4 separate regions of the Zea mays genome follow, and all the other regions are linked to region 1. A link is a contact called in public Hi-C and HiChIP or PLAC-seq data. All regions are on one chromosome and are shown on one strand. Each heading gives the region's core, a stretch centred on a gene start, on an enhancer-like site or on the middle of the called end of the contact. The rest is flanking DNA. Distances are from core to core; before and after follow the strand shown. Region 1 holds the start of LOC103632783. Region 2 holds the start of LOC100275573. Region 3 holds the start of LOC100277901. Region 4 holds the start of LOC100191895 (Eukaryotic aspartyl protease family protein).

Evidence for each region. A called contact is a pair of places that touch in the nucleus more often than the background predicts. HiChIP or PLAC-seq counts read pairs in DNA pulled down with a chosen protein or histone mark.
Region 2: a contact with region 1 is called in a Hi-C map of leaf, with 6 times the contacts expected there. The contact joins the promoter of LOC100275573 here to the promoter of LOC103632783 in region 1. A contact is called at or near these places in 3 of 25 Hi-C or Micro-C datasets (ear, endosperm and leaf).
Region 3: a contact with region 1 is called in an H3K4me3 HiChIP or PLAC-seq map of leaf, with 4 times the contacts expected there. The contact joins the promoter of LOC100277901 here to the promoter of LOC103632783 in region 1. A contact is called at or near these places in 7 of 25 Hi-C or Micro-C datasets (ear, endosperm, leaf and 1 more) and 1 of 3 datasets of contacts at active chromatin or transcription factors (leaf).
Region 4: a contact with region 1 is called in a Hi-C map of tassel, with 2.4 times the contacts expected there. The contact joins the promoter of LOC100191895 here to the promoter of LOC103632783 in region 1. A contact is called at or near these places in 3 of 25 Hi-C or Micro-C datasets (ear, leaf and tassel).

What each region holds. Positions count from the first base shown.
Region 1 is chr7:123,139,064-123,146,141 of Zm-B73-REFERENCE-NAM-5.0, forward strand. LOC103632783 reads right to left here and starts at 3,354. Exons shown (of 2, transcript XR_004851512.1): 1 at 3,049-3,354; 2 at 585-1,256. It overlaps LOC100273014 (queuine tRNA-ribosyltransferase), which reads left to right and starts at 3,348. Exons shown (of 16, transcript NM_001147464.3): 1 at 3,348-3,592; 2 at 4,932-5,003; 3 at 6,271-6,364; 4 at 6,849-7,027. The coding sequence starts at 4,986.
Region 2 is chr7:122,684,203-122,691,280 of Zm-B73-REFERENCE-NAM-5.0, forward strand. LOC100275573 reads right to left here and starts at 3,840. Exons shown (of 7, transcript NM_001371678.1): 1 at 3,653-3,840; 2 at 768-2,168; 3 at 179-298. The coding sequence starts at 2,090.
Region 3 is chr7:123,463,398-123,470,475 of Zm-B73-REFERENCE-NAM-5.0, forward strand. It overlaps LOC100277901, which reads right to left and starts at 4,531. Exons shown (of 1, transcript NM_001151348.2): 1 at 3,478-4,531. The coding sequence starts at 4,372. The coding sequence ends at 3,650. LOC100384794 reads left to right here. Exons shown (of 13, transcript NM_001177240.2): 10 at 1-52; 11 at 454-498; 12 at 1,687-2,007; 13 at 2,162-2,678. The coding sequence ends at 2,191. It overlaps LOC100382354, which reads left to right and starts at 5,890. Exons shown (of 1, transcript NM_001175100.1): 1 at 5,890-6,809. The coding sequence starts at 5,951. The coding sequence ends at 6,484.
Region 4 is chr7:122,845,610-122,852,687 of Zm-B73-REFERENCE-NAM-5.0, forward strand. LOC100191895 (Eukaryotic aspartyl protease family protein) reads left to right here and starts at 4,441. Exons shown (of 2, transcript NM_001137319.1): 1 at 4,441-4,697; 2 at 5,357-6,775. The coding sequence starts at 4,514. The coding sequence ends at 6,675. It overlaps LOC111589721 (a long non-coding RNA gene), which reads left to right and starts at 4,709. Exons shown (of 2, transcript XR_002748809.1): 1 at 4,709-4,827; 2 at 4,921-5,223.

The sequences.
Region 1 (7,078 bases), core at 2,104-4,603:
GAGGGAGGGCCGGTCGGGCGGATGGATGTTGTTGCTCTGCTGCAGCCTGCGCTGCCTGCGGTGGCTCCTTTGGCGGCGTACTTCGACACTGGCTGCTGAGCGTAACCGCGCGGGGCGCCGGTTGCCGGCCGCCGGCCGCTGGGGCTGACACAGTCGCGTCGCATTTGAGCGAAGCTAGGAGGGGCGACCGGGCGTGGGGGAGAGCCGGAGAGGTGCTGCTGTGCCGCCAGTCTGCGCTGCCGGTCGCCGCAGCTGCCGCTTTCGGTGCGAGCGACGGACGGACGGGAGCACGGAGCATCGGAAAATATCGATTGTTTCTGCCTTTCTGTTAATGGCAACGACGGTTGCGTAGGTTAGCAATGGTGCAAGCGTGTAATCCAGCTTCTTGGACCTTTAGATTCTGATACAATCCTAGAGCATTTTTGGTAGGGCTTTAGCTTTTATAAAAACGGCTTTGGCTTTAGCTTTGACTCTGTTTTCTCTGTGTGAGCAGCTTTTTCAGGAGAGCTAAAACTATTATAAAGAACCATTTGGCAAGATAGCTTCTATGCTGTTTTGCAAAATAGAACTTGTACGTTGCCTAATTACTTTTCAGACATTTTTTTTGCACAGCATGAACAGACAAGTACAGAAATATGCAAAGGTCACGTATCAGTCACGGATCAAGAAAAGAAAAATCCTGCAATGGAAAATATACGACTCTATGGAAAATATAGGACCACACCATGGAGATTATTACACGTCTCTAACTGGAAAAATCTATTCTAATACACCTACGATCATGCCCTTGGTATGCAGTGATTGGCCATGAATATGCTATCAGGGACTTCAGCCAGACAAGCTAGTAAGGTAATTGGAATCGCTGAAGGCCTGTTCGCCGATGAAGCCGTGAAGGGGATCACATGCGTACCAGCCGAAGATGGGGATCGACAGGTCCCTGCGTCTGCGGTCATCGCCGGCGCGAGGGAGACTTCACCCGTCGGAGATGCGGCTCTGGACGACATCGCCGGAACCTGTGGTGCAATGCCTCGGCCGTGACTGCTAGGTGTCGGCACGAGGAAGCTTGAACGGAAGGGCGCTGCTACTCGCCGAGACCCGAGAGGACTGTGCCGCGAACCCTCCACGCCCGCCGCCGCTATCTCCCACGACGAAGGTCTCTGGTCGCTCTCCTTCGACGCCGGGGTCGCTGCCGTGCGCAGCCATCGATGGAGCTTGTCTTCTCCGTGCGCCTGTACGTGAGAATGGGAACAAGGCGACTGTGTGTTCGCAACAGAAGAAAAGAAAGATTGTGTTCATATCTGATTGATTTTGGTGGGTGGGATTATGTGCAAAAATAACATAATCTGAAACCCATAATATGGAGAGATTATAATCTGAAACAAACTGGGTCCAAGTCAATTTTTTTTGACTTCACCATTTCAATACAAAAGAGAGAAGTGTTTTTTAAACAAAAGTCATTTCCTAAAATACTGTTTGGTACAACTTATGCGAAAAAAAGTGAAGCCAGCCCTTCCAATAAGGTCTTTCCAATAAGATCCTTAAGAGATATTTGTTTAGGATTATATAATCTAGACATATTATAATTTTAAACAAACACCAATTTAGTTACATATTTAGCTTTTAAATACCTTATCAGCTTGCGCAATTTAGAAAATCGTTAATGCTAAATGTGTAACTAATGTGCGAGAAAGCTCGCTTGCACGCTTGTACCTAAGACTTGCTTTGTATAACACTCATTACCAATGGAGACAATTTCTTTGAAGCCAATATAAAAAATTTGAATCCTAGATTAACTAGGGGTGGGCACTTTTTTACCATAAACCGAACCGAATTTTTGGTTTTCTCGGTAGTTCGGTTCGGTTTCAGTTTTTGTATATAAGAAGTTCGTTTTTCGGTATCGTAATCGGTTTTCACCGTATACCGAACCGAAATAACAAAAAAACCGAATACCAAACTTTATCAATTCTCATATTTGACTATTAGATTATGTGAACTAAATGTGTGATACAATTAAATTATTATTCACTTATTTGTATGTGATGTATGATATATCTCTAAATATTTGTGCCTATATAATTTTTATTTTTTAAAATTATGTGTAATCTATCATGTAAACTTGCTGTATGTATTGCCTTGAGTATAAGTTTGGTATTCGGTTTTTACCGAAAAACCGAAGTAAAAAACCGAAACCGAATTTCTCAGTTTTTCATTTTCTAGAAAACCGATCGGTTTCTAATGTATGAAGAACCAAAGTTTTTTAAAACCGAAAAACCGAACCGAAGTTTAGAAAAAAAAAACTGAATGCCCAGCCCTAAGATTAACCATCAGAAAGCTTGTTATGGCTCATGTGCCATTAGACAACATTTTTTTTGGCCTTAGCACCACTGCCGTTAACTTTGTTAGTCAAAGTTGTCGTTATAGATGGAGACAGAGTTAGCATTTATCTCAAATATTGATTTATCTATGAGTAATATTCACCGAGTAAAAATAGACATGCACCCAATAGAAAAATAAGCCCAACAACTAAGCCTAACTCTCTAAACCCTTTTAAGCATTTATCCACCCAACCTAGGTAGCTAGCCACCAGCCGCGCCGTCCACCCCATCCAAGTGCCACTTTGTTTTTGTTGTTTTGCATGGTTAAACAATGTTTTTTTGTTAGATATTAGATTTTTTTGTGATATATTGTTATTAGGTGTCGTGTAGTTGTTAATATTCTATAAAATATAATATAATCATATTTTCTATTGAAGATAGGGATCTATTGAGACCTAATACTTGAAGAGGATGGGCATAAGATGAATCCTATATCTATGATGAGTATAAGTATGAGAATAAAGATAGATATAACTTCATGAGGATGGATATAATTGTCTAAACCCAGCGAGAAATTTCATATTAAGGATTAGTTTGTGAGCTAAAATACCTGAGGGATTGGAGGGAGAAAATCACTTTCTTATTTAAAATTGAATAAGAAGAAATTTTTTGCCCCTATAATTCGTCTGATTTTGTGAGTTCCAAACTAGCCTTTAACATTTCTAACACTTACCGTGATTTTGGGTTTGCTGTACACGGTCCAAGCGCAGACTCCTCTCCCAGGCCGCCGCACAGACTCTCTCCCACGCCGCCCTCCATCAACGGTGGCCTCCATCCAACGCCGTCGCAGCGCTTGCTCGCCCCGCTCTGCCAGGCCCCTGCACTCGCGCGTCACGCTTCCTCAGCGTTGCCACAGATCTCGCTCTGCCTAGCGCGCTCAACCCGCTGTGGGCACCTCGGCCGCCGGTGCACGTAGGGGCGGAGGGCCCAGTATTGCCTGGACAATACCTTGGGCCGGCCCACTAAAAGATTAGAGAATAGGGTTTACATGTGACCGTGTCTCCGTAAGCGCCGTCTGTCCGTCCGACCGTCCCCGCGTCGGCGCGTCCCGCACACCGCGCTCCCGCTCGGCCGCTCCTGCCTGCGCGCTGCAGCAGCTCGGCTGCTCGCGGTCGCTTGTCCCGTGCGCCCGGCGGCCGGCTGCTTGCCCCGCCGACCTATTCGGCTGCTTCCTGCTTGAGTGCTTGTCCCATCCGGCGGCCCGGCTGCTTCTGCTTGTGAGTTTGTCCCGCGCTTGCACGGCTGCTTGTCCCGCTCTGCACTTGATTTCCACCGCGATAAAGGTGTTCTATGAACCACCTGCAGAACTACTGAAGGACTCAGAGGTTCTGGGCAAGCATGTTTGTTGCGTTGGGTGCTTGTGCATTTGTTCTGATTCCAGTAGAATATTTCCTATTCGGATTAGCTGCTGGGAAGCTTCTGGAGCGCGTACGATCACTTGATTTTCAAAACGATCAAAGTTTAATTTGTTCTCTAAGTTTGATGTGGATAAGCTTGCTCGACTCGCGGATATATATCCTGATGATTTTTCTTTTAATGATTGCAAGACTATAAAAGATTAGATAAGAACTTTTATTATTCATGTACGAAGAATTGAAGAGTACAAAGCTTATTGTGATCTTGCTACAAATTGTTTTAAACTATGTCATAATTTTTTTTAAACTGTGTCATAATTTTTTTTCTTCGTTGCGTCAGCAACACTTAAATTTTTTGGCGTCCTCCGCCACTGTGCACGGCCGGCACTTTCTAGGTGCAGTGTTGGCCCTCCCTCTCCCACATCCGATTGAAGCTTCAAGTGCAAGCTGGTTAATAGGGGTAAAAACGGTGCTGTACTAAGGTTAGACTGTTAAATAAATAACAGTGAGTTAATCTAGCGAGAAACATTTAGCTATTGATAATTAAAAGTATTTTAGCTATTGACAATGTAGGAGCATCTGCAAGTGACTCTTCATTTTTACCTCTCTATTTAACTTTCTATTTCTTTTTTCATAAAGATTACATTTTATATGTAGCATTTCACTCCAACATGCCATATATCTAGTTTCGCTAGTTAGAGTGGCTAGCCAAATTTGACTAGTTAGGGGATCAATTTGAAAAGTTAGATAGATTGACGGGTTAGATGATTAATCTGTTGAAAAGTTGTTTTGCTGTTGAGTATTTAAAATTTAAATTAACAAATCATTTAGCTAGTCTATTGAAGATGCTATAAACGAGCGGCAATGTACCGGTCGACCCAAATAAGCAAATTTGCCCAGCTCCGGGCCCAACTGAGTCCAAACGTCCAAGTGGACGCGAACCACTCTTCTGAACCCTAAACCCTCGCGCTTTCGCCTCCCATACCGCCGAAACTGACAACCCATGACCACCTCGCTTCCCCTCCTTCCTCGTCCTCTTTGGTTGGACTGAGGTGTGGATTCATCCATCGCTGGTGAGGACGCCGGGCTTGTTTTTGTTGTTTTTTCCCTTTCTCTTTTCGTTTATCGATTTTGTGGGTCTTCAAATTCAATGTATTGTTTATTGGATTGGCGCTTCAGTTTGTGGCGGGTTTATTTTCAGGTTCGCTTAGTATCAATCCAGGCTCTGATTTGGTGGCTGAAGCTCTGTTTCTCCATGGCGCTTCGTTTCGAGGTGAGTCGATGCTTCTGTTTGTGTGTTTTATTTTGACTTTTGAGTGTGTGTTCGATTCGCTCAGATGAGAAGATAACCTTGCTGTCCCATTGTCGCGGCTTCCCCCAAGCTGATTGGTCGAAGTTCGTTAGTGTCATGTTGCTAAAGCGAATAAGCTTCGTTGATAAGCCGTTGGTGGAATATCTGATTCTGTATTGGTAGATATTTATTTATTTCTTATTCATACTAGCTTCTGCTTCTACAGAGTCGCGGTTAAGCTAATAATGTTTTGTAGTAAGGTTGCATGATCCTAGGATAGACACGTGTTGTTCAGAAATCTTCTCTGCTCTTTTCTTTTTAGAGAACTAGAATTGTTTCCCCATGTATATAGTTGATTGTTGCACATACTGAAAAAAGGAAACTCAGTGTCAGGAGGCATAAGTAGGATGTGGGGAAGACATAAACTAAGGCAAACCTTACTCACAAATGCAGTGAGGCTTTTAATCCGCAAATGCACATACTGTAGGGAATAATTTAAAGTTCAGTATTCTTACACTTCAGTATTTTATTATTTCAGAAGTGAAGTTTTAGTGGTCCATATCACAGGAAAAGGATAAACAATAAAAAGTCAGAGTAGTGTGCCACATATAAATGCCACATGGCACATGCTTTCAGAGTGGCATGGTATATATGAGCTGGTGTCAGTGGCTGTCCCCAATAATCTAGCCCTAAGCGAGCTGATGTTTGATTCTCGCGTACGTTAGAGGGGAGAGAAAACAGATAAAACCATCTCCATACCTATACCCATACCCATATTCAAACAACAATCTACAAACAATACAATCTACAGTGCAAAACACTGCAAAAGGTGTTTTTTTGTGAACATATGGGTGAACTACTTTACATTGCACATATATGGTCACTAAAAACACCGTTTTGCATCGTTTTATATTATAGATTACACTGTTTATAGAGTGTAGTTTGAATATGGGTATGAGTATAGGTAAGCTGCTGGAGATGGTCTAAAGAAAGGAGCCGGCGACGGAAGAGGAGATATTCTGCCACACAATCTAGTGCCATTTATGGGACCCGCCCTCTCTAGCCTGCATTTTTTTCATGCTGTGGCCTTCACGCTAGGCTGTTGGAGACTTGAAGAGCTCATATTTTTTCTCTTGTCTAGCTCATCATCTTCGGTGGATAAAATTCTGTGAAATGTCTGATTGAACCTGCTTGAACTAACCCCTTATAATTGTGAATACGATGTGAAAGCATTCCTATTTGCTTGCAGATATTAGGAAGATTCAATCGCGCCCGCGCAGCTCGCTTAACTCTTCCCCACTTTACTTGTCAAACACCACTTTTTATGCCTGTTGGAACTCAAGGTTTGTTTTTTTTTCATATGCAAGTTCCGTCTTCCACTTTTACTTGTACTATATGCATATTTGTGCTACATAAGATTTGAAATAGATAGTTTTAATGTATGTACTTGTTACTACTAATTTCAACTTGAAATTAGTCATCACCATTTTGTATGCATGTCCCATGATGTTCAACATTGTAGTATCCCTGTCTTTATGACTCTTATGTACAGTATTTCCTTACTTGAAAGAATAAAAGGCTTTGACTATGATTTAGTATTCCCAATTAATAAAGATTGTCTGTACTTCATTCTTTTTCCTGGAGCAGTTTGCAGCCTTTTCTCGCTCTTCTCTTCTAGTCTATGAACTATCATAGCTGCCAAAGTGTTTTCCTTCTCATTCCGATAGTTTACTATGCTTAAGAGATTTTAGCTGTGCAACCTGTTCAACTTTGTATAATTGTGTACATATTTCAAGTATCTCAGTGTTTTTTCCTCTTTTAATTTAGGTACAATAAAAGGGTTAACCACTGACCAGTTAGAGGAGATAGGTTGCCAGATTATACTTGGAAACACCTACCATCTTGAATTACGTCCAGGGTCTCAACTTATTGATGATTTGGGTGGCCTGCACAAATTTATGAATTGGAAAAGGGCATTGCTGACTGACTCTGGTGGTTTCCAAATGGTTGCTCCAAATCTTTGTTTTCTTAACACAATTACTGTTGTGATAGACCAT
Region 2 (7,078 bases), core at 2,590-5,089, 450 kb before region 1:
ATGCTAGCATGGTTTTTAAAGCGGTAAGGCGAGCCAAGGCGTTGGACCACCGCCTGGACGCCTAGGCGAGGTAGCCGGGCAAGGCGCCTAGGCGTTGGACCTCCGCCTAGACACCTAGGCGACGCCTTAAGAACAGGGCATGCTAGTACCATGTAGCAAGTTATGATCTGGAACGTACCTGCTCTTTCAGAATGTTGTAAAGCCTGAGTTCTTGTTGGAAGTGTTGCACCATTATTCTTTTCATATTAACAGAATCCCGCAGGTTTACAGTATTCCTCCAAACATTATACATGGTATTCTATTTCACATAAGAAAAGGGAAAAGTAGTTTCATGAATAAAATCACTCAAAAAGCTAAAAAGAAACAAGTACACTAAAAATCCAATTCTTAGTAGTAGATCACAAACAAACTTCTAAACACAAAAATCATAGATATGGGCAAACTTTACAGAGCACAAAGTTTTCTCATCTATTTTGGTCAAACAGTTGGCACCATAACCACAAAACTAACTGATTTTGGAAGAAAATGCCTAGTACCCTAGTCACAACTCACAAAGCTTATGTTCAATTTTATCTATATATTTTGCAGCTGCAAGGTTAACTTGTGAAGAGAAAGTATTACATGAACTGTTGTTATGTTATCATAGAAAAGCTCTAACTGCATGAAGTACTGGAATCCAAGAAAGAACAAGACAAAATGACACAAACGAGGCCAATTGAAGTAAAATTAGATTAAAAAAGTAAGAGCAACTAATTTGCTAATTTTACCTCAACAGTAGCCTTTTGAAAAGATAAAGCATCTTCTGCATAAGCATTTATAAAGAGCCACTGTAAATGTCTATTGTGCAATAAACGCACTTGGTGGATATTTTCGATTTGGCTGGCATTCTTCTTTCCTTTCCGCGCATCAACCATGTAGTTAATAAGAGAAGATGGAACGCTTGATTGGATAGCTCCAACACTTTGGGACTGACAGGGTGTTGATGGCCTTGTCCGAGATGGGCTCTGAAAGGCCCTGGAAGTTGAGGACGTAGCTGGCAATGCTCTGCTTGGTGATGATGAGCGTTGTAGAATTGGAACAGGAAAAGTAACTGTTCTGTTTGGTCGGCTCAAAGATTTGGATCTCTCTATTGTCTGTGAATCTACCTTATCATCTTTTCTGCTTGATTGAATAGCCAAACTCCTTGCCACTTCATCCAATGACTGATTTGACAGTTTCACTGAAGCTTCAACAGAAGGGGTCTTCATTGGTGAAGGGCATCTTGATGTATTTGATGATGGGACTGGTCCGACGGAAGGGGTCTTCCTTGGTGAAAGGCCTCTTGATGTATTTGATGATGGCACAGGTCTGACAGAAGGCGTCTTCCTTGGTGAAAGACCTCTTGATGTATTTGATGATGCGACTGGTATATTAGCTTTGTCCGAAAGGTCAATGCTTCTTGACATGAGATTCTTCGGCGCCTGCCCAGCTATCATGGCTGGCCATCTGTGTTGCTCAATTAACCTCTTAGGGGGCTCCTCTGAAGGTTGAGCATTCTCACAATGTTCACCAATGTTTTTCCTTCTAAAAGGACTTCTCTTCCTCTCCGTTAGAACACTCACTTGCCCCTTGCTACAATCCAAAGCCGTGACTACCTTATCATTTCTAGTAGTAGGTGCAGCCACAGATTCCGACTGGAAAGATGAAGACAAGTTACGCATTGCTGGCCACAAGCCATCAGGAGCCTTTGTGCTTGCTATACGCTTGGAACTCTTGTGTAAGTCTCTAGTGGTATCACGAACTGGTGTGATGGACCTTGACACAGGGGTTGAGGGTGTTGACACCTTAGAGGGAGGGGTTGAAGGTGTCGGCCTTCTTCTATCTGCAGACTGAGCTCTTTTGGGTGCTGGTGTGCCTTCAATTGCTGAGGTCTGGCCAAGACTTGGTGATGTACATCTTCTTATCTTAGTGGCATCAGCCAGATCAGTTTTGCACCTGGATGCAACATTCCTCACTCGGAAAGCATTGTGCTTCTCGGATGGAACTAGTGGTGGTCTTAGAGTCTCATCAACAAGATCAACCTTCTTTGCATGGCTCTTAATAGCATCCATGAAGAATAAAAATTTCCAGAACAAACCACATCAATATGGATCTCAAGAAACCAGCTTGCTGCAACAACCAATGTATACCTAAAGGCACACAACCAGACACCAAATAAATAGGTAAGCCTCAAATTAAGAAGAACGAACATCCAAATTTCAATTTGAAACAAGCAACAGGAACTTTCTGCACATAAGAGAAAACAACAAAGGGCACCAAATTAGCATGTACTAAAACAATGAACCCGAGTCATCCACAAGACTACAAATTGCAGGTGACTGAATTGCGTATAGAAATGAAATTTTACCGATTTCAGCGCCAAAACTTCGAACAGCTATAGCTAGTGCGGCCAATCGTGAAGGAGAGTGACTAGACAGAGGCTCGGAAACAGGGGAGGAAGGTGGCATCTGAATGTATAAATGCATTGTAGATCTACTATAAAGCATAAAAAAGATCTTTGGACAAATGGCAGCTGCTACATGGGATCGTACATCAATTGAGCAAGGACAAAGCACATAAACATTATTCGTGGAGATTCTGATGGTTTTAGAACAGACAGGACAATGCACATGCATGTGAGACGAATCAGTTTCCTAATAATTTCTCGCCAGAAGCAGCATGGGAAACAGGGACATTTTTTAATACTTGCCACTTATGAGCTATGCACATGCATCAAGGATATGCCCGCCATGACAGAGACAAGGGAAAAATATGACGGTGGAGTGGTGGACATAGACACATAGTACCAGCTAAACCGCCAGACTTCACTTGACGTTGCCGAGAATTCACTTGGACAAAATCGAATAATAATGCTAAAAATCGTTGTACCCAAAGATAGCGCACATGCTATCTGCAAAGTTGGGCGAATAAAACAATAGTTCCTTGAAAATTCAGACAGCAAGAGCACATTAAGTGCAGGGTGATTTAGTTTGGAATTCAGGATCTACCGTTGGGTTTTGGTATATGTTCGTTTAATTTTTTTTAAAGAAATAGCTAATGTGCTAGTGCGAAGCACCTAGTCTTTAAAAAACGCACTGCGGAGTAATTAAGCTTCCAAATTACCGAAGACACAAAGCACGAAGAAAAAAACAAATGTCGCAATTGGCAAGATTAACCTGCTAAACAGACAAGCTCGAGCCGTGTTCCAACGAACGAAATCACGAGTCACTCCATGCCAAAGTTCTCGGTACTCAACCGGTAAGACCCACCCAATCCGCAGCGAGAATCCCAAGTGGCATAGCGGAACCATTTCAGGGGGCGCCGAAGAACCCGAGGAGGAGCGGCCGGATTCACCGGAGGAGTAGCAGGAAGCGATCCAGAATTCCAAAACCACCTGGTCCCGCCGAGTTCGCGATCAACGGTAAGCCTGCCCAGTCAACTCTCCCACCCGCACACCCCGATCAAATGCCCCCCACACCCGGCGGGCAAGCTAGGCCATCCTGCTCCCCCAGCTCAAATCGAGGAAAAGGAAAAAAAAAAAACGGCGTGTCGAATATAGATCGGCGCTACGCACCAACCAGGTCCTAAACTCTAGTTCCGGAACTCAGCCAGCAAGCGCCAGAAACCTCCTTACCTCGAGCGCGCGGCCCAGCGGCGATCGCGCGGAGATCCCGAGCCGGTGAGGCCCTTAAATCCGCCGCCGCCGCGCCTTCAGCCTCGCAGCGCCGCCCGCCGGGTCGTGGGATCTCTTCGGACACGCCACGCGGACGGCGCGGTATCCCCGCGTTTCCGGTTTGGAGCTGGAGGAGGGGCAGAGGGGCGGGTGCGCGGCGTGGGGAGTGCAGCTGGTGGAGGTGGAGGAGGGAGGACGGTTGCCGCGGGCGGCAGGGAAGTAGAGAATTAAGAGGAACTCCCAACAGGCAACAGAGCTCGGTATCCTCTCCCAGCTGGGTTATCTAGATATAATTATCTTTTATTCTAAATTTCAAAAAAACAATAGCATTTTTCAGAATATAAATAAGATATATAAAGTATAATAAAGTAAAACTATAGAAATTAGTTTTTATATAAATAATTCTGTAAATAAAAATTTAGAGAATAAAAATTTAGGGCTCTCGTTCATGCTCAAGTGGAGGTCGCCGAGTTAAGGGCGACCAAACGGCTCTAATTGCGCCTCTCTTGTTAAGCTACCGAGCGGTTTTCCACTACGTGTCCCCTGGCGCGTGCACCCCGAGCGTGCGTTAGGCTTGAATGCCTGCCTGTCTGCGCCATGGCCATGGCCCTGTTTGTTTCGGCTTCTGGCAGCTTCTGGCCACCAAAAGCTACTGCGGACTGCCAAACGCTCAGCTTTTCAGCCAGTTTCTATAAAATTCGTTCGGACAAAAACTATCCAAAATCAACATAAACACATAATCGGTTGAGTCGTTGTAATAGTAGGAATCCGTCACTTTCTAGATCCTGAGTCATATGAACAACTTTATCTTTCTCCACACATAATCGTAATGATACTCAGATTCTCTCCACAGCCAGATTCTCCTCACAGCCAGATTTTCAGAAAAGCTGGTCAGAAAAAAGCTGAACCAAATAGGCCCCATGGCGGACCTGGAAAAGCCTGTGCAGCAGGGTGCAGGAAAGCTGGAAAAGGTCAATTCCCGGCCGAACGTTTCGCTGGTGCAAAAAGCAAATGGGCAGCCCTCGGCTTCGTTCAGCGGAACCGATCAAAGTTGCTGGATTAGCTCATCTGATCTTTGGACCGAAAGCAGATGTGCACGCGCAGGCCCGGGTCATTGCCGGCGCCGCCGCGCATGCCACGCCACGGTGCAGTGCAACGCAGGTAGCTCCCAGTCGCAGGCCTGAACAGTTGACCTAATCCCTCAAAGATATACATAAAAGTCGTGTTTCCAGGTGTTTGTTTTCGTTGAACGTTTCTTCAAGCCTTAACCCCGAGCTATCCAGGGCGTATAGTATAGCGTCCAGGAATAGCAGCCCTCGTAGCGAAAATTCCCGGTCAAACGCAAGCTCCAATCCACATGCATAAACTAGGTAAACCATCGACCAAAGCTGTCAACGATTACAAATTGAAGCTTATTCAACCTTCGCAATCACAACCACACTATTTTGAAAAGGCTTACTTACGTATTTGGGGCTAGTTTGAGAACTCAAATTCTCTTCATCACAGAAGATGATTAAAAAAGAAATTAGTTCACGACTAATATTTTGAAACGGATAGAGTATAATTTATTGGTGAAGTTTTTTTATGACCGATAAATATGCATGTGCGTTGTGGCGGGGCCAATACGTCTTGGTCACATATAAGACTAGGAGAATGCATATGCATTTTGGGGATAAGAAATGGGTTTGAAGAAACCATTTGCTTGGAATCCGACTCTATAGTGTCGCTAAACATGACATGATTTGTTGTAACTGATATGAGTATAAATCCTGAGAGGCATAATTACATACACAATAGGAAAGGGCACTTCCGACGTCATCAGCACCATACGTCGGATGTTTTATTTATTTTCGATGGCTTCTCTGCCAGTCGTCGGAGTTAAAGTTTGTGTTCGACGACTGCTAGACAAGCCGTCGAGGATAAGTAATTTTAAGGAACGAAGCTCGACCGTGCCATTTCACTTTCGCACGCACGCCTCTCTCGCTCTCGCTCATGTCTCGCTCGACAGCGCCGCCGTCACTCTGGTCACCATCGCCGCTCCACCTCGTTTGTGCCCCTGCTGCGTCTTCTCCGGCCCCTTCCGCCTCTACGACACCTGCCGCCTACGCTCACACTTGCCACCGTTGCCTCCGTCGTTTGTGTCCGCGCACACGTGCCGCTGCGTAAGTACTCTTGATCTTGTGATGTTTGCTAGTAGTTTTTTATGTAGAAATAAATGATTTATATGTTAAATAATATTTAGTATGTTATGTCCGACAAGCAAAAATTCGATTATCTAATTACATTAGCTTGATTTAGTTTATTTAGGCGTGTGTAGATGATTGATTTGACTGTTGTGATAGGAGACACGAGAATGCATGGTGATAGACCGTGAAATACTCCTCCGGTCTAAAATATAATTTGTTTTAGACTAAATATATATTAAATAACATATGTCTATATTTATTATCATCATTTATTTGAATGTGGGCGGAAAAAAAATAGAAGGTCAGAAAGAACTGCATTTTGGAACCGATGGGGGTAAAAAAAGAGACGAAAGATATTATTCCTCTTTAATATTAATTAATATTAAGTGTAGACATCGAGTGTAGATAGATACGGACATAAATGACTATAGGCTTGTTTGGATGTACGGGAAGTCCAAAGATTTTTTTTCCTGGCAAGAGAGAGTCGCGAGAGGTTGTTTGTCCACTTGGAATCACAAGAGCGAGGAAAAACACGAGGAACAAGATTTGAGTGTAGTCTGTTTGGTTCATTGTATAACTTATCATATTTTATTTAACTTATTTTATTTAACTTTTTTGTTTAAAGTTAGTTTTTTTAATTTAAACGACTAATCTTAGACAAAGTGTGACACAGTTAGTCACAAAACCAAAACAGATCATAAGTGGGTGTTTAAATGCACTAGAACTAAGGTATTGTTTGGTTCACCCAGTGGAGCGGTAATGTAAATGTAATCGGGTCCCGTTGCTAGTGATTACTGTGTAACGATTGACGTCTTTTGTTTGGTTGCCAGTCGTAGGGTAGGGGTATCCGATTGCAAGGGGTTCAGAGCGGTATTGACTTTGTATAGAGTGGTATCTAATTACGCCGTGACCGGATCACTAGAGGATCGAAACAAACACGAAGCAATGGAATACAATACGATCCGTAATCGAGTACTATTACAATATCTTGAACCAAACGCCGCCTAATAGTTAGCTGCCAATATTAGCTGAGACATCCAAACAGTCTAGCTAATAGTTCATCTATTATCTACTTTTAGTAAATTAACTACTAGTTAGCTAGCTAGCTATCTGTTAGCTAGCTAATTTAATTAGAAACCCTTGGGAAAATGAAAATCCGTTGGTAAAATGAGGTTTGCAAATTAGCCCTAACTATGAGCTC
Region 3 (7,078 bases), core at 3,281-5,780, 330 kb after region 1:
AGGACCTTCAAAAGCTGGTTGGCGAACAGCTGCTGTAATTCGAGAACTTGAGGTAGATGCTTTTCTTTTTACTCGAGATATATTTTTTACACACAAGGCATTATTGTATGAAATTTAAGAACCACAGCTTTAGCATTTTAACATTTCACCTATTGACTGGTAATATCTCAATCTAAGGTTACCTTGATCCTATTGGAGTTGGTACCCAAGAAGTTTGAGTTGGGAATAGATAAAAAAAGAGAAATGTATTGAAATGTTCAAATTAGTAATCTCTTATGTTATATTTATCTTGAATATGTTGGATATGCTACTAGAGAACATGAACACACATGTACTTGTTTTTTTAAGACCTTAACATTTCTCTTTTTAGATTTTTCTTGACATTATCACACTATTTTTTTCATACAATATGTTCTGTACCATTTGACAATGTTCCATGCATTGTCACTTCAGGATGAAATAGAAATCCAAAACGGTGACAGCTACCGATTCCAACAGGTGTGCACTATATCATCTGCTTGTCGTGTTTATTGTATCCTAATACTTTATTTTTATCCTCCTTACACTTAACTGGTACTTCTAACGAAAGTTCACCCAGATTAGTTTGTATTCCAGTTCCTTATTTCTTGTTGTTTTGGATGAGCCTTTAGAACTTTTACTACCAATAACTCTGAAATGTTTTTGAGATATGTTGTTGTCCAAAAAGACAAGAATTATGATCTAGAGGTGCTAACAAATATTTCTCTCAAGATTGGGACTGTGAGAGGGAACTGTTCATGCCGCACTGTTGATCGGTACAATTTGAAAGGCACAGTCGGGGCCTGTTTGGTAACAATGTTTCTCAAAACCATGATTTTACGATACTATACTTTGCAATTGTCATGACACTACCATACTTTACGATACTATGCTTCAAGAATACTAGCTATTGTTTGGATATAACATTGTAAACCATGATATTTAGACAAAAGTTAGCCATGTTATGAAAACTTTAGGTTGGAGTAGAGTTGCCAATACTCTAAAAATACCATGGTATCTAAAATACCATAGTTTTGAAAATGCAGTTTTCAGGAATGCAGTCAAACAGCTCATGGCATAAAATACTACGGTATTTCTGTAAACCATGGTATTGTCTAGAAACTACAAAAATACTTTACTTTCAAACAGGCTAGCAGGTTTTGGTTCAGGCGACTCACTTATGGGGTGTTTGGTTTGAGGAATGAGTTAGTCCATCATCTTCTCACTCATTACTATTTTTGTTTGGTTCGTGGAATGGAATGAGTTGATCCATTTCCACCTCATTCCTCATAATTAGTTAGTACTAATATGAGGAATGGTTATTCCACTAAATTTGAGTAATGAACCCATGATGAACTACCTCAATTTGGTTGGAGTGATTCCTCGAACCAAACACCCACTTAGTCTTTAGGCACTTCTTGCTGCTGTTATTCTTTTGTGGAGTGCTATGCGACACGGGTTGGTAAATCCCCTGGTATGCAAAATCCAAAACATGACATGGGCAATCAGTCGCACCACAAATTGATCTACAGATACACCGATGGCATTTACCTTTTGTATCTGATAGATATTATTTGATTCCTCTTATCACATTTGCAGTTTGTTAGTTCATGAAATTTTCATCCACATGGATGCTGAACAATTTACTCGGTGTATCTTGCATTGCAGGCAAAATTGAGTATAATACATGATCTACTTGGGAAAGTCCATGCAGCTGTTGTTAGCACCGAGAAAGGCCAAGTCTATAAAGCATTGCTCAATGAGTTGAATGCAGAAAGACGTCAATGCCGATCTGGGATGCGAGATTTGTTCAATACCTCTTTTGGTGCAACATTTCTTACAGACACGGGAAGGGAATCATCATTTTCCTATCACATTCATCAATATGCCGATATTTACACGAGCAAGCTTGAGAACTTCTTATCATATGCCCCTGAATCTTGGCTTCATCCACCTCATGACATAAAGATCATGCCACACAATGCGAAGGTAGTCTGAATCTTCCTCTATGGAATTCACTTGGCTTGTCAAATAATCGTAACTATTGTCATTGTTCTCGTGTTTTTCCAACAGTTATTGTGGTTCAAATGCTAATATATTAATAATTGAATTGGGATAATGATTTGGACATTCCATTTTGTAGGTCCCAGCGAGCCTTTTCAGTACCTCCTAGTTCATCCTTTCTCTATTTCGGTGGAGAACCAAGCCGTAGTACCCCCACCTATGGTTTCTGTGCGTGACCACGTGACAGGATTGTGGACTGCTGCTGCATTCGCTTGCGTTATACTATAACTGAAGCACCATATGATGCATCAATCCAGCAGACCAGCAAGTTAGCATTCTCTAGAATTGCCATGGAATTATCAGTCATGTGAGTAGTTAACCGACTCATTTGCCTGTATGACGAAGCCTCTGTTTTCCGTTTAAAATAAAAAAAGGAAGCATCTGAGAGGCCGCATACTTGTGTTCCCATGAAACCCTACCAACCTGTAATGGCCGCCAATAAAACAGTCACACGCAACCCATCTCGTTTCCCCATTTTATTCGCATTCTGCTACACTCTTTGCTGCACTCATGTTACACTGAACTCGCCTGGTGGCATCTGACAAGTTTTTTGGGATGAGCAGAAGATAATTTGGGTTCGGGCAACGGATAAATTATAAAATGCTTATTTGTCCTTGTCTGGAACAGGAAGGCTATCTTCAATTCTATTGTTTATGGTCCTAGAGACTGGATGGAGTTCCAGTTCTTGCTTTGCATGAATGTGGAGATCTGGAATGTCAAGAATAATGGCAATTAGTGCACTCATATGAACACAGAAAACATAATATTCTGATTCTTCACTGACGAAGATTTTGTTAAAAACTATCCAGTTTGCTTATCCACGCTGAACCACTTGCAAATTGCGGCATTTGGAATTCTATGTTGTGTTGACACTAAAATTCACAACAGAAATGAGTGAATTCGTAGTTTGAATAACATTGCTTACCTCTGACGAGGACTTAGATCTATTTGCACAAGCTGGGGGCGCAGTTGCAGTAGCAGGGCATTGCGACGAAGTACCCATCTTGCTTTATGAAGGATGGCAAAAGGTGAAAATGCTGGCTATTCAGACCAGCCTGCTTGCTTTATGAAAGTTTGAGAGAGTAACACGCTCACATGCTGACGAGATGGGGTCTGCTCCGGTGTGCGAATTTTAGCATAGATGTATTTTCGTAGCTCTGAATCTTATGCCTATAGTACAGAGACAACATATTGCGCTTGCGAAGAAGGATAGGTCACATGACTAAGAACCAAATGATGTCGTTATCTCTCTGATGCCACTCTCTCTGAAGAAAAAAAGATCCAGCTAACATCATGTGATTGACTACATGGAAGAAGATGTATATAGTAGATGACGTACTTATACGATCTCCAACAACTTATCCATTCATATCTCTTATTTTAAACCACATTCCATAAAAAGTGTAGTCTATAATGAAAAACAGTATCTTGAACAGCTATATAGGAAATGCTTTGAGGAGAGAGAGAGAGTACAGTTCTTTGTCCACAGTTGGTAACGTGTACTTATTTATGTATATGGATGGATACACAGAAAGAGAAGAGAACATCAGAGCTCAGAGAACATTGTTCAGTCATGTTTATTTGCCACATGCCCAGAACCAGAGCCGTAGCCGTAGCCGTGTCCCTCGCCGTAGCCTGAGCCTGAACCTTCTCCGTATCCTCTTCCTGAACCCTCACCGTATCCAGATCCTTGGCCATGACCGGAGCCGTAACCTTCACCGTAGCCGGATCCTGATCCTTGGCCAGAGCCGGAACCGGAGCCTTCGCCGTAGCCGGATCCTGATCCTTGGCCAGAGCCGGAACCGGAGCCTTCGCCGTAGCCAGATCCTCGACCGGATCCACTTCCCTGACCGTATCCCGAGCCAGACCCAGAACCCTGTCCCTGGCCCGACCCATGCCCTTCGCCATATCCAGACCCTTGCCCTTGCCCGTACCCTGAACCCGAACCCGCTCCGGACCCAGCTCCTGAACCCGCACCAGAGCCAGAGCCAGAGCCGGCGCCGGCGCCAGATCCAGCATACGATCCTGCACCAGAGCCCGCACTGGACCCGGAACCTGAGGCCGAGCCGGAGCCGGAGCCGGAGCCAGACGCCGAGCCAGAGCCAGAGCCACCGGCACCACCACCACCGCCTATGCCAATGCTAATCCCAGCACCGATCCCGATGCCTGCCCCGCTGCCACCGCCGAGGTCGATGCCCAGGTCCTTCCGAGAAACGCGGCCCTCGGACGTGAGAACGAGGGCGGCAAGCACGGCGACAAGGAAAGCGGTCATGGTCGGGGCTCGAGGCATCCTCCTGAGTCCTGACCTTCCTTTCCTCTAGGAGAGGCCGGAACAACAATGCACCTATGCAGACTGTGTGCTGCTTTCTATGGGTTCAGTGGTGTATGTTCACAGGAGCATGCGCTCTGTATCTTCTTCTTCCAGCTCCGGGACTCTCCTGCTGGTGCTCCAGAGCGCAGCAAGCGCAGTGGCGTTTATAGGACCCAAAAGCAGGGGTTGGGGGTTCACGTATAGAAATACTCATAGTTTTTTTTTCTTTTTTGGCTCACGAAAGGCGAAACTTGTGGTCGTGGTGTGGCCATTGGACGGCTGAATTCAGAGTGGTGCAGTTGATATCTTCATCTTGTTAGAGTATAGTAAGTGGAGTAAGGACGGCGCAAAAGGAGATATGGGGCTGCTGAACACTGTAGGAATGAAGAGGACGCACTGTGCTGTGATGGAACAGATACCGCTCGAAGATTCTGGATGCATGTATGATCGAAGTGGAAGCTTACCTGTAAGCCTTATCGGCATACTGCTTGTCCTCTTCTTCCTACTTCGTGCTATAGCCTATGTATCAACACCTCAGCGTGATGTTGCCCACTTGGAGATCCAGCTAGCGCTAGACGACCCCTACGCTTAATTGATCTTGCACTACTAGCCCCCGGCCGGCACTGGTCTCAGCGTGTGAATGAACTGCAGTCGGAGGCTGAAATAGAACCTGCAGACGATGAAGCACTTGATCCGGCACTTGAACTACTTCCAGAGGACCACGCCCTGAAGCTAGCTTTCCGATCCCAAGTCCATTCCTCCATCATGTCTTGTTTTGTTGATCTGTGTATTATATTGCCTGCGAACAGTTTGCTATGTCCTGTGCGATACAGACTTGCTTGGGCAAACCCACGGTTGTTCGATCGTATTCGTATCATCAGGAGCTCGACCAGGACGATGCGCGCGTGTTCGCTCTGGAGCCTCCGTGCGTGTGCGTCGGACGTGTGGCTGCGAGCTGTGCCTTTACTTTGATGAGCACAGTGTGAGTTTTAGCTAGAACAGTGGCGGCCTGCCGCGCGTGCTCGCGAACATGCCATGCCTCCAGTGCAGTGGGCGGCTGGTTTTGTCGCTGCCGGCCCTTTTTGCATGCGACGTAAAGTGGTTGTTAGGCCTTATTCTCGTATTCACCTTAATCTAAGTATTGGAGTGGATTGAAGTGTAAATTAACTTAAATTACACCACATTCAACCCCTTCTCCCAAACAAAGCCCTAAACTGGGAGCAAATTACGGGGGAAATTTTGCCAATCAGCTGCATGCGCCTCCAGCTCGATCTGTCCGCCTGCCGCCCTCGCTGAATCCAAAGTCAATCCCAGCGACTTCGAACGACATCGCCACTGAACTGACTGCTCACTGAAACCATCTTGCCTAACTTCAGGCGGACTCGATCGGGATCAGGACCCAAGCATCACATCGATCACGCAACAAACGCCGGCCACACACCTTCCCGCAGACGACGTAGTACGTGCAGCTTTCAGCGCACTCCCCCCCGTCATCACAACCACTCCGCGCACTCGCGTCGCGCGCCTTTTCGGCACAGCGGCAGCACTGCTCCATCCATGATCGCTCCCCAACACCACGGTCGCCCACGCCCACATGATCGCGCGCGCTTTGCGGTACGTCTCGCGGCCAAAGCTGTCGTCCCCCGTCGGTTCCTCTTGGCGCCGCGCATCATGCGCGCCGGCTCCTATATAATATATAAGCGATCGAGCAGCACGCCAGCGGCTTTCTGCACCGCACCGGTGAGCCCAAGTGTCCGAGACTTCGAGCGCGCGTGGTCGTCTGCGGATCGAGTTCGAGGTGGTGGGATCGATGGCAGGAGGCGGCGGCAGGGGCGCTGCGGCTGCGGCTGCGAGCGCTCTAGCGCTGGCGGCTCTGGTGTGCTCGCTGTCCTGCGGCCTCGCGCAGGGCCGCGTGGCGAGGAAGAGCCTCGGCATCGGCCTGGGCGGCGGCGGTGGCGGCGGAGGCGACGGGCTGGGCCTCGGGCTTGGACTGGGCCTCGGCGTCGGCGCAGGTACCGGAGGAGTGTCGGTGTCTGGGTCTGGCTCTGGGTCTGGGTCGGCGCCTGTGGTGGGATCTACCTCAGGGTCTAGGTCTGGGTCTATATCCGTTGGAGGGGCCAGCTCGTCCGCCGGATCGAGTGCCGGATCGTCCGCGGGCTCCACTGGGTCGGCGGCCGGCTCTTCTGCGGGCTCTGGCGGCGGGCAAGGGTACGGGCAGGGCGGTGGGAGCGGGTCGGGATCTGTGTATGGGGAGGGTAGTGGGTCGGGCAATGGGTTGGTGGGTATAGGGACTGGCCAGGGGTATGGTCATGGTTCTAACTTCGGTGGAAATCCTTGAAGTCATAAAATGTTTGTATTGTATGGCGCGGTGTGGTGTATTTTGTTCTATAACAGTGGAATATACTATCTTTTCTTTTGGTTCTTTTCTTTTATGTAGGTGTTCTATATTTTCTCTATTCCAAATTATAAGTTATTTCGAATTTTTTAGATTCAATATAGAGCGCAAAATTATAAAGGTTTATGGCATTAAATAAGTATGGTATATAAATATAATTAACTAAAAATCTAATGTTAATTATTTAGTTAAATTAATGCTTTTACTCTTCGTAACTTTAATCGGATGGAGAGGTACATATACATATGACTGACGTGTGTAAACGAAAGGATTTGTGTTTGGTATTTCAA
Region 4 (7,078 bases), core at 3,191-5,690, 290 kb before region 1:
TATTTCTAAGAAAATGATACATCAATTGAGATTTTGAAATACTACAAGTGGTATAATACTTCAATCATGCTTCAATTGGTATCATTTAACTTATATGTGCCAAAGTTCAGATTATGGATAATTTGCCCCTCTTGATATCAAATCAAAGTGCATGTTTCCTACAAGTATTCAAAACTTGTATGCACACTTTCAGAGGGAGGTTTTTCTATAATCTAAGTCTTTGAGACTAATACCTGCTTTCAAGTTTATTTTATGTAGTAGTCTCATTGAAAGGAAAATGGAGTCCCCGGAGAAAGACAACAAGCTTCCACTGCAAATCTACAAGAATTCTTATGTCTCACAAGGCTGCCATTGGTACTCAAATGGTCCGCCATTGATTTTCAATTGGTATCTTTGAGACTACATTTGGAATCATTTACATGCTTTCTCCAACATTTGGTTAGACTACATTTCATCTCATACTTCCCATGTTGCTATACATGCATAAGTTGTTAACTCATATCTGTTACCTATGCATAAGGAAAGTTAGTCTAATCAAATCATGTCTTGCACCTCTATTTCTCACATGCTTTTTGTAAGTAGAATATCTCTGTCAGGAGGAGTATTTCTTCATCTCTAGTGGGGGAGAAAATTCCTTTTAAAGGAGAACACTCATTTAGGGGGAGTAATAATTTTTAGTGCTTCAATCGGTATCATTGATAAATCTTTATGAGGGCAAGTCTTATTTGCTTCCTATATGCTTTTAATGTCTTCCTTTTTGGTGGTTGATGCCAAAGGGGGAGAAGTTGTAGGGACCAAAGCAATGAAATGTTATCAAACACCAAACACCACCAATTTAAAATTTTGATCCTTCAAGTGGTTTTGGCTCTTTAGTCTAAAATAGGAAGTAAGTGAATTATGGAGTTAGGGGGAGGCTTAAGTACATAATCTCACTTTGTGGGGACAAACATGCATCCTAGCAAGTAGATTGCATATTTTCATTCAAATGTTTGTTATATTTGCTTGCTTTGGTTATGTTGTCATCAATCACCAAAAAGGGGGAGATTGTAAGGAAAATGGACCCCAGACCATTTGGCTAAATAGGTTTTGGTGTTTGATGATCAACATAACATGTGGACTAATGTGTTTGCTAGTGTTTATGTTTATAGTTCACAGGATGCTAAAGTTACTTGGACTAAGGCATTGAGGAAAGCAACACTTCCAAAGAAGACATTATGAAGATCACAAGAAGATCAATAAGTATCAAGCAAAGTCCAAGAAACGAAGACAAGTGTTGCCACTGGCGGACTGTCCGGCTGAGAGCACTGGACTGTCCGGTGGCACACCGGACTGTCCAGTGCACCAGAGAAACAGTAGTCCAACAACTAGTATCAGGTGGCACTGGTGAAGAGAAGCCATCGAACTATCTAGTGTGACGTCCGGACTGTCCGGTGTAAAAGCCTGTAGTGCCAACGGTCACCTGCGGTGTCAGATCCAACGGCTAGGCGCACCGGACTGTCCGGTGACCCCACCGGATTGTCTGTTGTGTCGCAGAGAGCAGCAGCTTTTCTCCAACGGCTAGTTTTGTGTTGGGGCCTATAAATACCACCTCAACCGACCATTCCAAGATGTGGGAGCCCAAGCAACATACCAAGGCATATATTAGACATTTCCAAGTGCTCAGACACCCAAGTGCTTAATAGAATCACTCGGTGATTAGCGTAGATGCTTTGCGAAGTGCTTAGGTTAGTTAGACCGCTTTAGCGCTTGCTCTAGGTGAATCCTAGTTAGTTGAGTGAGTTTAGAAAAACCACACAACCCCTCGGCTCTTGCGCGAGCCATTGTAATTGTACCGAGTGGGGTGAGAGTATTGCGAGACCATGACAACCGCATTTGTGTCACGGCCACCACCGTGTCCCGGAGGGAACGAGGCCCGCGGCGTTTTGGCCGGAAACTTGATAGTGGAGACGGCGGGGAGCGTTCGAGAGGAGCCGAAAGCGGAGCACCACTTGTGCATGGAGAAGGCCCGCGGCTCTCTACGGAGTTACTCGACCATGGTGCTTGGCCCTCGTGTGGGCTTCCCTTTACGTAGGGGCACCAACGATGATTAGTTGGGACCTTGCGTGGTTCCGGATACCTCGGTAAACATACCGGCATCATCCACGAGAGTTTGCATCTCTACTCTGCTCTTTAGCTTCCGTATTTATATTAAGCAAAGTTTCAATCTTGTTTTTATACTTAGATTGTTTAGGATTGAAACTTAGACATTGCGGTAGAGATAGCAACACTTAGACAATGCTTAGTTTGCACATTCTAGTTTGATTATTTGCGTAGGTTTTGCTATAGGGATTTATTTGTGGCCTAGTTTAGAGAAAGTTTTAGAAGTCCTAATTGACCCCTCTTAGGCGTCACCTGTTTCCTTTAGTAGAATGTAAGTAACTCCGCCTATGTTGTCTCATCATATGTTGGCGCAGCATAGCCTGGTCCCAAATGTAGGTACGAGGAGGATGGTTGCGTCAGGCGTGACGAGCCAGCTATAAAAAAACTTAGCCACTCAAATGGAGATGAAATTCAATAGAAAACCGTTGGGGTGTAACCCTCTCAGCGACATGCCATATCGGAACTTGGGTATGGTTTTAAATGGGCAAGGGTCGTGTGTCGTGTCGTGATCTAGATGCGGCGTCAAGTGGGCAAGGATCGAGTCGTCGCTTCCTTAGTGGCGCGCTACATCAGGTGTAGTGACAAATGTGTAAGGGTCTTCGTATTTGTCTCAATAGGTGCGAGGGGTAAGGAAGCTAGTTGAGCAGACTATAATCCATGTAGGCAATTGGAACGTAGGGTCCCTTACAGGTAAGCTAAGAGAGTTACCTTGTACTTCAACGGGTACAAAGCAACAAAGATCAGTACAAGCTGTCTTCGCCCCGGGAGGGGTTGTTTATAATTGGAGAGGTACTTTGGTCGGGTACCTACAAGCTAAAGGACGAGAAAGACAGGACGCTCACCAACGTGTGGAATATCAAGCGACTACGACAATTCTACCCTTAACAAAGTCTCGACATTTGTAGCCATTCCTTTGTATTGTCCCCGACCCAGGGACGACGACCCCATGGATCGAGAAGCGGGGGCTGAGGAGAAGTCAATAACTTGACTGACCATCCTCAGAAAACACTGGATAACTTGTCCCTTGTCAAAACATTTACGTCCTTCCAATAGATATGGTCCCGCTAATACCTCTCCTTTTTTGTTTGCTCGACTAACGTAGGGCCACCCCCTCGGAACAAAAATCGAAGGGAACGAGAATCGAAGAAAATCGAAGCTGATAGTGATGATGGAGGGGTTGAAGATTACTACGATGACAATGTTTCGTCTATGGTCCTATCTTCCTTTCATTTTAAGAGCAAGGTTAATAATATAGCCTATAGCGAGTTTTATATTATTTTTATGCTATATATATAGCCAACTAAAAGTTTAGTTATATATAGAGAGAGCCATCGACATGATGCCACCTCTATAACATATTTGTATTTACCACCGGAATCAAGTACTCCAGGCGTGACTAAGCGACTAGTCCCGACGATCCCCCCATTACTCCGCCAGTTGCAACTTCACCAGGCGTGACTCCAGAGCATCACATGTGCTCGATCGAGGTCGTCTCGCTCTCGCCACGCACTGTTCGATCCGTTTGCTTGTTTGTTCGGAACCCAATTACTCCTACGCGCCGCGCGTATCAATCCTACTCCCAGTACTGCAGTGCAGTGCAACGCCACGGCCTGGGTCGTCTTCCTCCGCCTTCCTCTTGGCATCTTCTTCTCCGTGCTAGCTACAGTGTGCGCCGGACAAGGCTGCGTCGCTGACCACCACCCCCGCGCGCGCCTTGCCCTGCCGCAGACATTAATGCCACTTACGCCCGGTTTTCAATGCGTCCACCCACGCACTCTGATGACTAAACTCCTCCCCGCCTCTTTTTCCTCACCACAAGATACACGTCCCTCCTCCATGTCTACTGCTAGTACGTTTTTTTTTGGACGATCTACTGCTAGTACGTTGGTAGTAGTAGTGGTGGTAATAAAGAAACGTGTCAGCAGCGAGGGTCCGGCCGGCTCAGAGAGTCAGAGAGAGAAAACGGAGGTGTGCTAGGAGTGAGAGATCAGAGATGAGATGAGATGAGAGAGAAGGTCTGGGGAGCGTGCGTGTGTGTGCGCGCTGCGCTGTGAGCACTGTCTGGTGCTGCGGCCAAGCAAGAGGACATGCATGTGAAGCCCCCCCAATAATTCCTCTCCTCACCCACAGCCACAGGCCACAGCGAGAGCGAAGCGAGTACACCACCACACCCCACCCCCGACCCGACGGCCAGCCGCCAGCTGCTGCGCCTTTGTTCCCATGCGCCGCAACAAGCCTACCTCACCTATCACTTGCTCACGCCACCGAGAATCTTTCACCCTCCTCCTCCTCCCATCCTGACCTCTCTCTCTCTCTCCTCTTCTCCCTCCCTCCCGTGAGTGAGTGAGCTGGAGCCAAGCTAGCCGAGCGAGTGATGGCATGGGGAGCTTGCACTGCTGTGGCAGCTGCTCTCCTGCTGCTCCTCCTCCTCGCCGCCGCCGCAGCAGGTGGTAATGGCGGCGTGCATTGCCTTGACCTTGACCTTGAGGAGGGGAGGCGGCACCACCTGAGCAGGAGAGCCTTGCAAGGGAGGCAGAGGCGGCACCACCTGAGGTCGAGTAAGTTCCTTCCCTCATCACCCGCGTTCCGTCTCCCCGCCCCGTTTCTCCGGTGTTCTTGGATGGAAGAAGAGGAGGGTTGGGGCCGGGTGGGTGGGACACCAGAAAGATTCAGCTAGTCCGTCCCAACGTACGTACGCACATGCTTCTGTCCCCAACCAGCAGCAATGGCAATAATCTGCCTCTGTTCATAACCATAGATTGTTTTCTCTTCTCGGTGAAGCGTCACAGATTCTCCCTGCTCGCTTCCGTTCTGCAAATGGGTTGTATTTGGAAATCGTGCAAGCGCTAATAATGTCAGAAGAAGAAGGAGAGAAGAAGAAGAAAAGAGCTTAAATGGAAAGCAACACGCGCTCGTCTTGCCATGGAAATGGTAGGGCTGCAGGAGGAATGGCGATGCGATTTCCATGGTGTTTTTTCAGTTTTTCGGGGTCAGGGCTCTGCCACTGCCAGAAGTAGCACGTCCCAAGTACTTTTCAATGTGGATGGGTTACATAAACAACTATAAGAATAGTAAATTACTAAATTTCCATGTGGTGGGTGGTGACACCATCACAGATTTTTGAGCTGCTTGCTCAAGCGTAGAAAGAGTGAGAGAAAGGGGGAGAAAGAGAAGAGGTGTCCAGTCCGCTGACTCCCGGTTTGCTTGCGATGTTCAGGGGCGGTGGGTGGCGCCACGGTGCTCGAGCTGAGGCACCACAGCTTCAGCCCTGCGCCGGCCAACAGCAGGGAGGAGGAGGCGGACGCTCTCCTGTCCACCGACGCCGCGCGCGTCTCGTCGCTGCAAGGGCGCATAGAGCACTACCGGCTGACGACGACCAGCTCGTCGGCCGAGGTGGCGGTGACGGCGTCCAAGGCGCAGGTGCCCGTCAGCTCGGGCGCGAGGCTCCGGACGCTGAACTACGTGGCCACCGTGGGGCTGGGCGGCGGCGAGGCGACGGTGATCGTGGACACGGCCAGCGAGCTGACGTGGGTGCAGTGCGCGCCGTGCGAGTCGTGCCACGACCAGCAGGGCCCGCTGTTCGACCCGTCCTCGTCGCCGTCCTACGCCGCGGTGCCGTGCGACTCCCCCTCCTGCGACGCGCTGCAGCAGCAGCTGGCCACGGGCGCGGGCGCGGGCGCGCCGCCGTGCGACGCCGGGCGGCCGGCGGCCTGCAGCTACGCGCTCAGCTACCGCGACGGCTCCTACTCCCGCGGCGTGCTGGCGCACGACAGGCTGAGCCTGGCCGGGGAGGTCATCGACGGCTTCGTGTTCGGGTGCGGCACCAGCAACCAGGGCCCGCCGTTCGGCGGCACGTCGGGCCTCATGGGGCTCGGCCGCAGCCAGCTCTCGCTCGTGTCGCAGACCGTGGACCAGTTCGGCGGCGTGTTCTCCTACTGCCTCCCGCTCAGCAGGGAGTCCGACGCGTCGGGCTCGCTGGTGCTGGGCGACGACCCGTCGGCGTACCGCAACTCGACCCCGGTCGTGTACACCTCGATGGTGTCCAACTCCGACCCGCTGCTCCAGGGGCCCTTCTACCTGGTGAACCTGACCGGGATCACGGTCGGCGGCCAGGAGGTGGAGTCCACGGGCTTCTCGGCCAGGGCGATCGTCGACTCGGGCACCGTGATCACCAGCCTCGTGCCGTCGGTCTACAACGCCGTCAGGGCCGAGTTCATGAGCCAGCTCGCGGAGTACCCGCAGGCGCCAGGGTTCTCCATCCTCGACACCTGCTTCAACATGACCGGGCTCAAGGAAGTCCAGGTGCCCAGCCTGACTCTCGTGTTCGACGGCGGCGCGGAGGTGGAGGTGGACTCCGGCGGCGTGCTCTACTTCGTCAGCAGCGACTCCTCACAGGTGTGCCTGGCCGTGGCCTCCCTGAAATCCGAGGACGAGACCTCCATCATCGGCAACTACCAGCAGAAGAACCTGAGGGTCGTCTTCGACACCTCGGCGTCTCAGGTTGGTTTCGCGCAGGAGACGTGTGGTTATATTTGACTTTGACTCGGATTGGGATTGGGATTGGGATGCAGCGGGCGGCCATGGGCTCTATATATGTGAATACCTTTATACTTACTTGCAGATTTGTTTCGAGATTACCCCTGGTGATTGGCAAATGGTAACAAGGTGTTCAGTTGTTGGCAAATGAACAAGCACTGCTCGCGGTTACCTTTTTTTTTTTTTTTACCCTGGCTTCCCGCCGTTTCTCTGTGCTTCATCCGAGATCAATTTGCGCTGCAGGGAACCCAATGGGGATTCTTTCTGCGTTTACCTTCTAACCAAATCTGTAGGCAATACGACTGAGCAATTGCTAACTGAACCCTGCCGCAGAAGACGTCCATACAACCGGGTGGCTGCTACGGTGCTATGCTAACTACCACAGAGATTAGTGAAACGTATT